2 separate regions of the Mus musculus genome follow, and region 2 is linked to region 1. A link is a contact called in public Hi-C data. All regions are on one chromosome and are shown on one strand. The core of a region is the stretch at or near the end of the contact, and the rest is flanking DNA. Distances in the headings are between cores, read along the strand shown.

Region 1 (3,304 bases), core at 673-3,172:
TAGTCCAAAGAAAAAACAGTTAGTTACCCCCATTGCATTCATGCATTGGGCTAGGTCTGAAGATTGGTGAGGGTATGGGCAAGGTAGAGTCAAATGGACAGACTTACTGGGCTGACAAACCACTGGTTGGGACTGGGCCTGGGGTTGGATGTGGATTGAACAGAATATGGTCAGGAGTACTCTAGTGTGGACCGCATGATTTAAATGTGATTTTAATTTGGAAAGACAATATGCTGAAGGTGAAACTCATGGATTTCTTAAAAATTAGGGTGAAGGAAAAGTTTATAATTCATAGGGAATGGTCCTCTTCTCTAACTGAGTACCTGATTTTAACCTGAGTTCTCTATCATCTACATCAGGTGAGTAATAACTAACAAAATAATTGTGGAACAGTCCACATTCATTGTATACCCATTCACTTGTGCTTTTTAAGGTGATATATTTTACGTTTTAGGCATGAAACAACTTGCCTTTTGCTTTTAGAGGCCTGATGATTAAATATTCTAATGTAAACATACAGCAGATTGTAAGGGGGAAGTATATAAAACATCTCATCATGGCAGCATTGAAGGACAGTGGGTACCGGTGATAGTGTGAGAAATTTAAATGTCTTCTTCCTAGGTATCAGACATATGGAGAAAGTGGATTATTTTAGAGGAGGTTTATGATCATGAAGTATAGCAGTTTTGCTGGCCTTTAGGTATAGCCCCAAATCTAGTGTTCCTTATTATTGAAAACATCTGTCTTTCCTGACTGATGAGATGTCAGGGAAGAGATTCAGAACAATCAAATGTCACCTCGGGGGTTCTGTGATTTCAGGGAGACAGGGAATTCCAGAGAAATCTCTTCCTTGACCTTACTCTTTGTGCTCTTTGGAATTCAAAGCAGTTCATTTCAAGGTGTCATTTGCTAAACTCCAACACTATCAATGGAATATTTTAAATGGCAAATGATGTTTGAATATTATTATATTTCAACTGTCATGCCTGCGTGAAGATCTATATGTCAGAGTGTTTTTTTTTTTCATAGATGAGTCTAAAGTCACTATCTACATGAAGGATTCAGCAACCCTAGGACATGAGTCACTTCTAATTGAGGCAGAACAGAATTCATGCCCTCTACTGTCTTCTGGTTTATACATAAGTGTTCTGATCTTTGGTTTGGTCAATACTTCTATAATATTCATTGAATACCTAAGGTCAAGAACTGAGCTGCTAGCTGGATATGCACCAAAAAAAAAAAATCTATACACTTGTCATAGATATTATACTTTGGGGAAAACAGTGTGACACAACTAAATTAAGTACATTACATCCACAATATACCAGAAATGATAACTATTAAGAAGACTATAGTAGGGCATGAGATAATACATCTGTCTCTGGATGGGTGAAAATTTTAGAACCCAGAGCCAAAGAAGACTAAAATGTCAAAGGTGACATTTTAGTGACTATTTAATTGAAATAGAAAGTGATGTGATGTATTCACAGTTGAAAGACATTACATGCAGTATGGCATTTAGGATTAACTACTTTCAGACCAATTATCTAATCCAGTGACCTATTAGGTATGCTTTATTTACCTAGGTCATTTGCCACCAACACAGTCCTATTTATCTTCTTATGTAACTACAGGTTTCTCTGTAACCAGATTGGGTTCACTTACAGAAGACAATTATCATTCAATTCTCTTTAAAAAATCAAATATCTTTCCTACTTTCTGTCTTTCTTCAATTGTTTTATTAATTTATTCCTTGACAATTTCATATGTGTATCTCTTCCTCCCACCCCTGCTAATCCATATTCTTCCTCACATCAAGACCACACCCCACTTTCCTGTCTGTTCTGTTTTATTCTTGCTTTGTGACCCACTGTGTTTAGCTAAGACTACCCTCCAGTCACGGACATGACTCGGTCTCCTAGTAACATGTGTAACTCACTTGTGGCTACATTACTCAAGACAATGACTTCCTTTTGTCTAGTAGCCCTGAAATGACATCATCTCCCCAGGATAGATCAAGACCCCATGAGCTTCTCTCCCATCTCTGACTAAATGTTTACTACCTCAGTCTTAGGCAGGTTCTTGTGCAAACGACAGCAGCTGTTTTGTGTTCATGACTACAATGATAATGTCGTTCCCATATAACAGCAATTGAAACCTCTTCTCCCACTTCTTGGATCTTAGATTTTGTTGCTTCCTCCTTATCTACGGTATACCTAAAGTCTTGGAGGGAGGTTGATATGAGTATCTGATTTAATGCAGGATACTTAGCAGTGAGCTGTGCCAGCACCTTCTCTGGTCTCTTCACTAACTGCTGTTACTGCAAAGAGTTTCTTCTTTACTAAAAGCCAATGATAGCACTACTCTATTGATATAAAAATATATAATGTATATATTTTAACCATTTTAAACAACATATTCATTTATCATAACAGCAGTGTAGGGCCTTTGATCAGAACTGCAGGTTCGGACAAGAACTACCTCCCACTGAACATGCCTCAGATCAAGTCAAATAATCAGTTTGTTGCCCCAACAACAGTTATGTCACCATAAACATGTTTTCTTTTTCTTTCTGACAACTTAAAATGGTAGCATGTAAGCCCTAAAGTTGAGTGACAACCTTTTCTAACTTTTCTCTTCTAGCTGCCTGCAACTTCTAGAATCATGCAAACTATCCAGCAAAAATAGAGGCTTCCAGCTTAATTCACTGTATTCTGCTGCCAACATACGTGGTGTCTCCAACAATGGGGTTATACCATACACTTCTGGAAGCCTTCCAATTCACATAAGTTGTACAGTTTTAATAATCTCTTGCGCCCTTTTAGCTAGCATATCTCACTCTTGGCATGGGAGTTTTCATTTAATAATCTGTCTATATTCAAGTCTTATCTTTTGAAGAAAAAAGTAACTTATAAAGTAGTCAGTTTCCATATGATTTCTCATCTGTTATTGATTCTGATTAATGCCCTAAACACCCTATCTTCTAATCCATCATCCAACTCAATTGCTATTTAAACTTTGATACCACTAGAGTTCTTGAAATGTCATAGTACACGTACTGCACAATCCTTCGCCTCCTAAAAGCCTCTGCCACTCTTATTCACAATGGCAACTTTCTCACTTCAAGGACTCTCTACAGATGTTCCAGCTTGATCAAACAAATTAAAAACTTGAAGTTATGATCCACGTGTGAGAAGAACATGGAGCATTTCTGTCTAACCTTGAGCTTACCAAAGACAACAACAATAGACATGACTGTGAGGTCATGGGCAGGGCAAAGCCCATGATGTCTGAATCCTACACG
Region 2 (3,099 bases), core at 288-2,787, 710 kb after region 1:
AATGTTTCTAATACATAAAGCACTATTTTAAATTCTACCATTATTTTAAACATAATGGAAGAGATTATTATTTAAATGTTCTCAACATACTCTTGATAAATATATGAAACACTTAAAGGCAAAATGAACATCCTATATTTTTTATACTTGAAATTAATGTATGCTAATTAGGTAAAGTTTGGTCTTTTTAAAGTAAGCAGCCATACACTTGTATTTTAGTAGCTTTCATATTTTGAGTAATGACAATGATTTTGCTTGTCACTTCTCTCCTATAGTGATGCATGTCTTCATTATTTGATGGTATATACATAAAATAGACATAAAGACTGCATTGCAAGGTCACCCACTGAGAAGGGAAGGTGAAGCTCCAAGCTTCCTCTGCTTCATTAGGCACCGCTTTTCAGCAGACCACTGATGGACCAAATGCCTATGGTTTATCCTCTTCACAGGTCATAAATTACTAAGTATTTCTCACCCACTCGAGTCTAGATTTGCATCCCATGCTCTGAAGAAGATGATTGCAGAATGCTCCTCTGCCAGTGAATAATTGCTCCTAAAAGACTTCTGAGATTTCACAGAATTCTTAAAATGTATCTTTACTGATAAACAGTATTTCCAGACTCCTCCAGTATGGAATCTCAAATGTTAGACATTGTCAAGCTAAAGATAAAAGTTTACTATGAAGAAGGGTTGATCAAATTGAAGATATAATGAGTTATTGAGAAAATCATATTTCAGAAGAATCTGTTTTTAAAAGAGCTGTAATTTCAAAGAATCATAGTCTCTTAAAAACAGCTACCAGAAAAGTCTTATTTTAAAATTGCAAGGTCACTATATATTTTTTTGTTTTCTGCCTGAATTATTGTTATTCCTGATATAAGCTGAACTCCAAAGGTCTTCCTTATGACCTGTTGTCCTTCAGGGATGGGAAAAGTGCTCTCACTTCCTTTACTATGCTATGAACTCTAAACCATTACTACAGAGAACCAAGAAATTAATGTTTCATAGTGATAGTGTAGAAAAACTTTTCCATACATCCCCACTTGCTGACCTGTGGCCTGATTTGCATCTCTGTTAGTTAAACACACAAAAATGGATGTTGTAGGAGTTCAGCTATTTATTGATCTCACCATTCACACTCCTAAAGCAAGGTATCATCTGAGTCAATCAAATGTTATGGAGCACAGCAAGGACCTAGCTTGGCATTTTCCAAATCAGGAAAGATTTTCACACAGTAAAGGAACCTAAGAGTAAGGAATGAAGGTGTTGCTTATTTAACACCAGGAATCTATTGCAAAGGCTACTTTCACAGGCTTCAAGAATCTCAAAGGTTTTGGTAGATTGAGGATTTGGATTCCTAGTAAACAAAGATATATTATTTTTCTATGTGAAATCCTGAAATGGACCAGAGATTCAAAAATGTGAATTCAAGTGATATTCTACATGATACAGTGCAGAAACACAAAAGTGATCAGCAGAGACGCTGGCAGCTTACTCAAGGAAGTCATTTTTACAGTTGTTTGCTTCATTTCTCATTTCAGCCCTGAAGAAGCTTGACCTACTTCTACAAAATGAGGAAGAGAGAAATATTCTACACTAAGCACTTCCCTTCTCTGATTCAAAAACTGGAATGATCTGGTTGAGGAAAGCTTCCGTTGAGTTTGAAACAGAGAATTTTGAAATGAGCAGGGTGGTTTACAGTCAGGTTGTTCCTGACAATATGGAATAAATGTAAATTTATTGAACAGAGTTACACTTTCCTTCAGACAATTTCTACCCACCGGAGAGAATGATTCATGGTATTGTATTTGGAGGCAGTGATCAATAAAGCTTTTAGAAAATAGTTATTGGTTGTAAGCCAGTAAGTGAGAAATCTTCAATAAATTGGATGAGCTAAAATTGTAAACTGGATGGCAGCACAAATCTTAGAAAGGAACTCTGTTTTGCAACATTGCACAAGTATGCTTTTTCTTTAACTCTTCTGCCTGCTTTTTTGTTTGCTTGTAACCCTTGAACCCATCATCTCTGCATACATTTGGCAACAAAGAAAATCTGGTCTCTGGAAATATTTCACAACTAGAGTATAATTTTTCTCATCCTCTTCAGAAAGAATTCTGCAAGGATGATCCTTGACTGTTTCTTCTAAACTACAAAGATTGGGCTCTTTCCTGTGCCAGCATTACCAAACCTTAAAATTCTAAATATTTCATTACTATAATTTCAAAGTAGAAAAATATTAAATTTATTACAAATTATCAATTATACTTAAGGGAATATTTCATGATGTAGATAGCAGTGAATGACAGAAGCTTCCTGTTTTATTTAGAGTTGGTCATTCAAGGAAAGGGGATAAAGAAAAACGGCGGTACATAATTTTATTATGAAGCAAACATTAGGCAGGGTACTATTTATGCTACTACTGAAAGAAATGAAAAGGAGACAATAAATATCATAATCTATATTATATAGAACCTTCTTTCTCTATTGTATGAATGTTTCAAGTTGCCAAGAGGCCAATGTCTACTGAATGTGTTCATTCTCTAGTTTCTTAGAAATACTGGCCATCTTCAATGGCAGAAGGAGGACAATCCAAAAGTGTAACTTTCTTTTTATTATTTAAAGACCATCGTGGTTACCATTTAATAAAGTAGAAGAGGAGAAGAGAAAATATGCCAGACTTTTAGGTTCAAATTTTTCTATAAAGAAATGTAACACATTAAACATGAATGACTATTGTGCATGCATCACAGGACTAAAGTTACAAGGAACATGCTAGTCTTACTTCTAGAAAAATGAGTAAATCCTGGGAGTCAAAGCCCATGTGTATAGGTAGAAGGCTTTGCAGACAGAATGTTGTTGACTTACATAAATGCAGCTCTGACGGTCACTAGAGGCTGTGGATTAGTCTGTGGGAGAAAAATCCTCAGAACCACAGTTTGTGATGGAAAGTCTGTATTTCCAATAATTTTATCCTTAAGAAAATAGCCAGGATCAAATTGTGAATATTCAATAATCTTCTGTATTTTCATTTTCTCAAGAATATTACCCGTGGTCTACATCTATGCTTCCAGGGGCTCAGCCTTTTCTTCAGGGAATTGA

What was found. Hi-C and Micro-C count contacts between places; a contact is called where the count stands out from the background.
Region 2: a contact with region 1 is called in a Hi-C map of bone marrow-derived macrophages, with 10 read pairs. The contact joins two enhancer-like sites. A contact is called at or near these places in 2 of 39 promoter capture datasets (both in liver) and 1 of 484 Hi-C or Micro-C datasets (bone marrow-derived macrophages).

The regions. Positions count from the first base shown.
Region 1 is chr16:52,221,144-52,224,447 of GRCm38.p6, forward strand. No RefSeq gene overlaps it. Among named protein-coding and RNA genes, the nearest start is that of Gm32597, 110 kb to the right of the region's middle. Within about 2 kb of position 1,923, at least 6 of the 459 cell types and tissues checked have an H3K27ac peak or open chromatin away from gene starts, as enhancers often do. A contact at or near this core is called in bone marrow-derived macrophages, where this site is marked.
Region 2 is chr16:52,930,579-52,933,677 of GRCm38.p6, forward strand. The region is part of intron 4 of 4930405D01Rik (a long non-coding RNA gene); the gene reads left to right. Among named protein-coding and RNA genes, the nearest start is that of Gm25723, 15 kb to the right of the region's middle. Within about 2 kb of position 1,538, at least 5 of the 459 cell types and tissues checked have an H3K27ac peak or open chromatin away from gene starts, as enhancers often do. A contact at or near this core is called in bone marrow-derived macrophages, where this site is marked.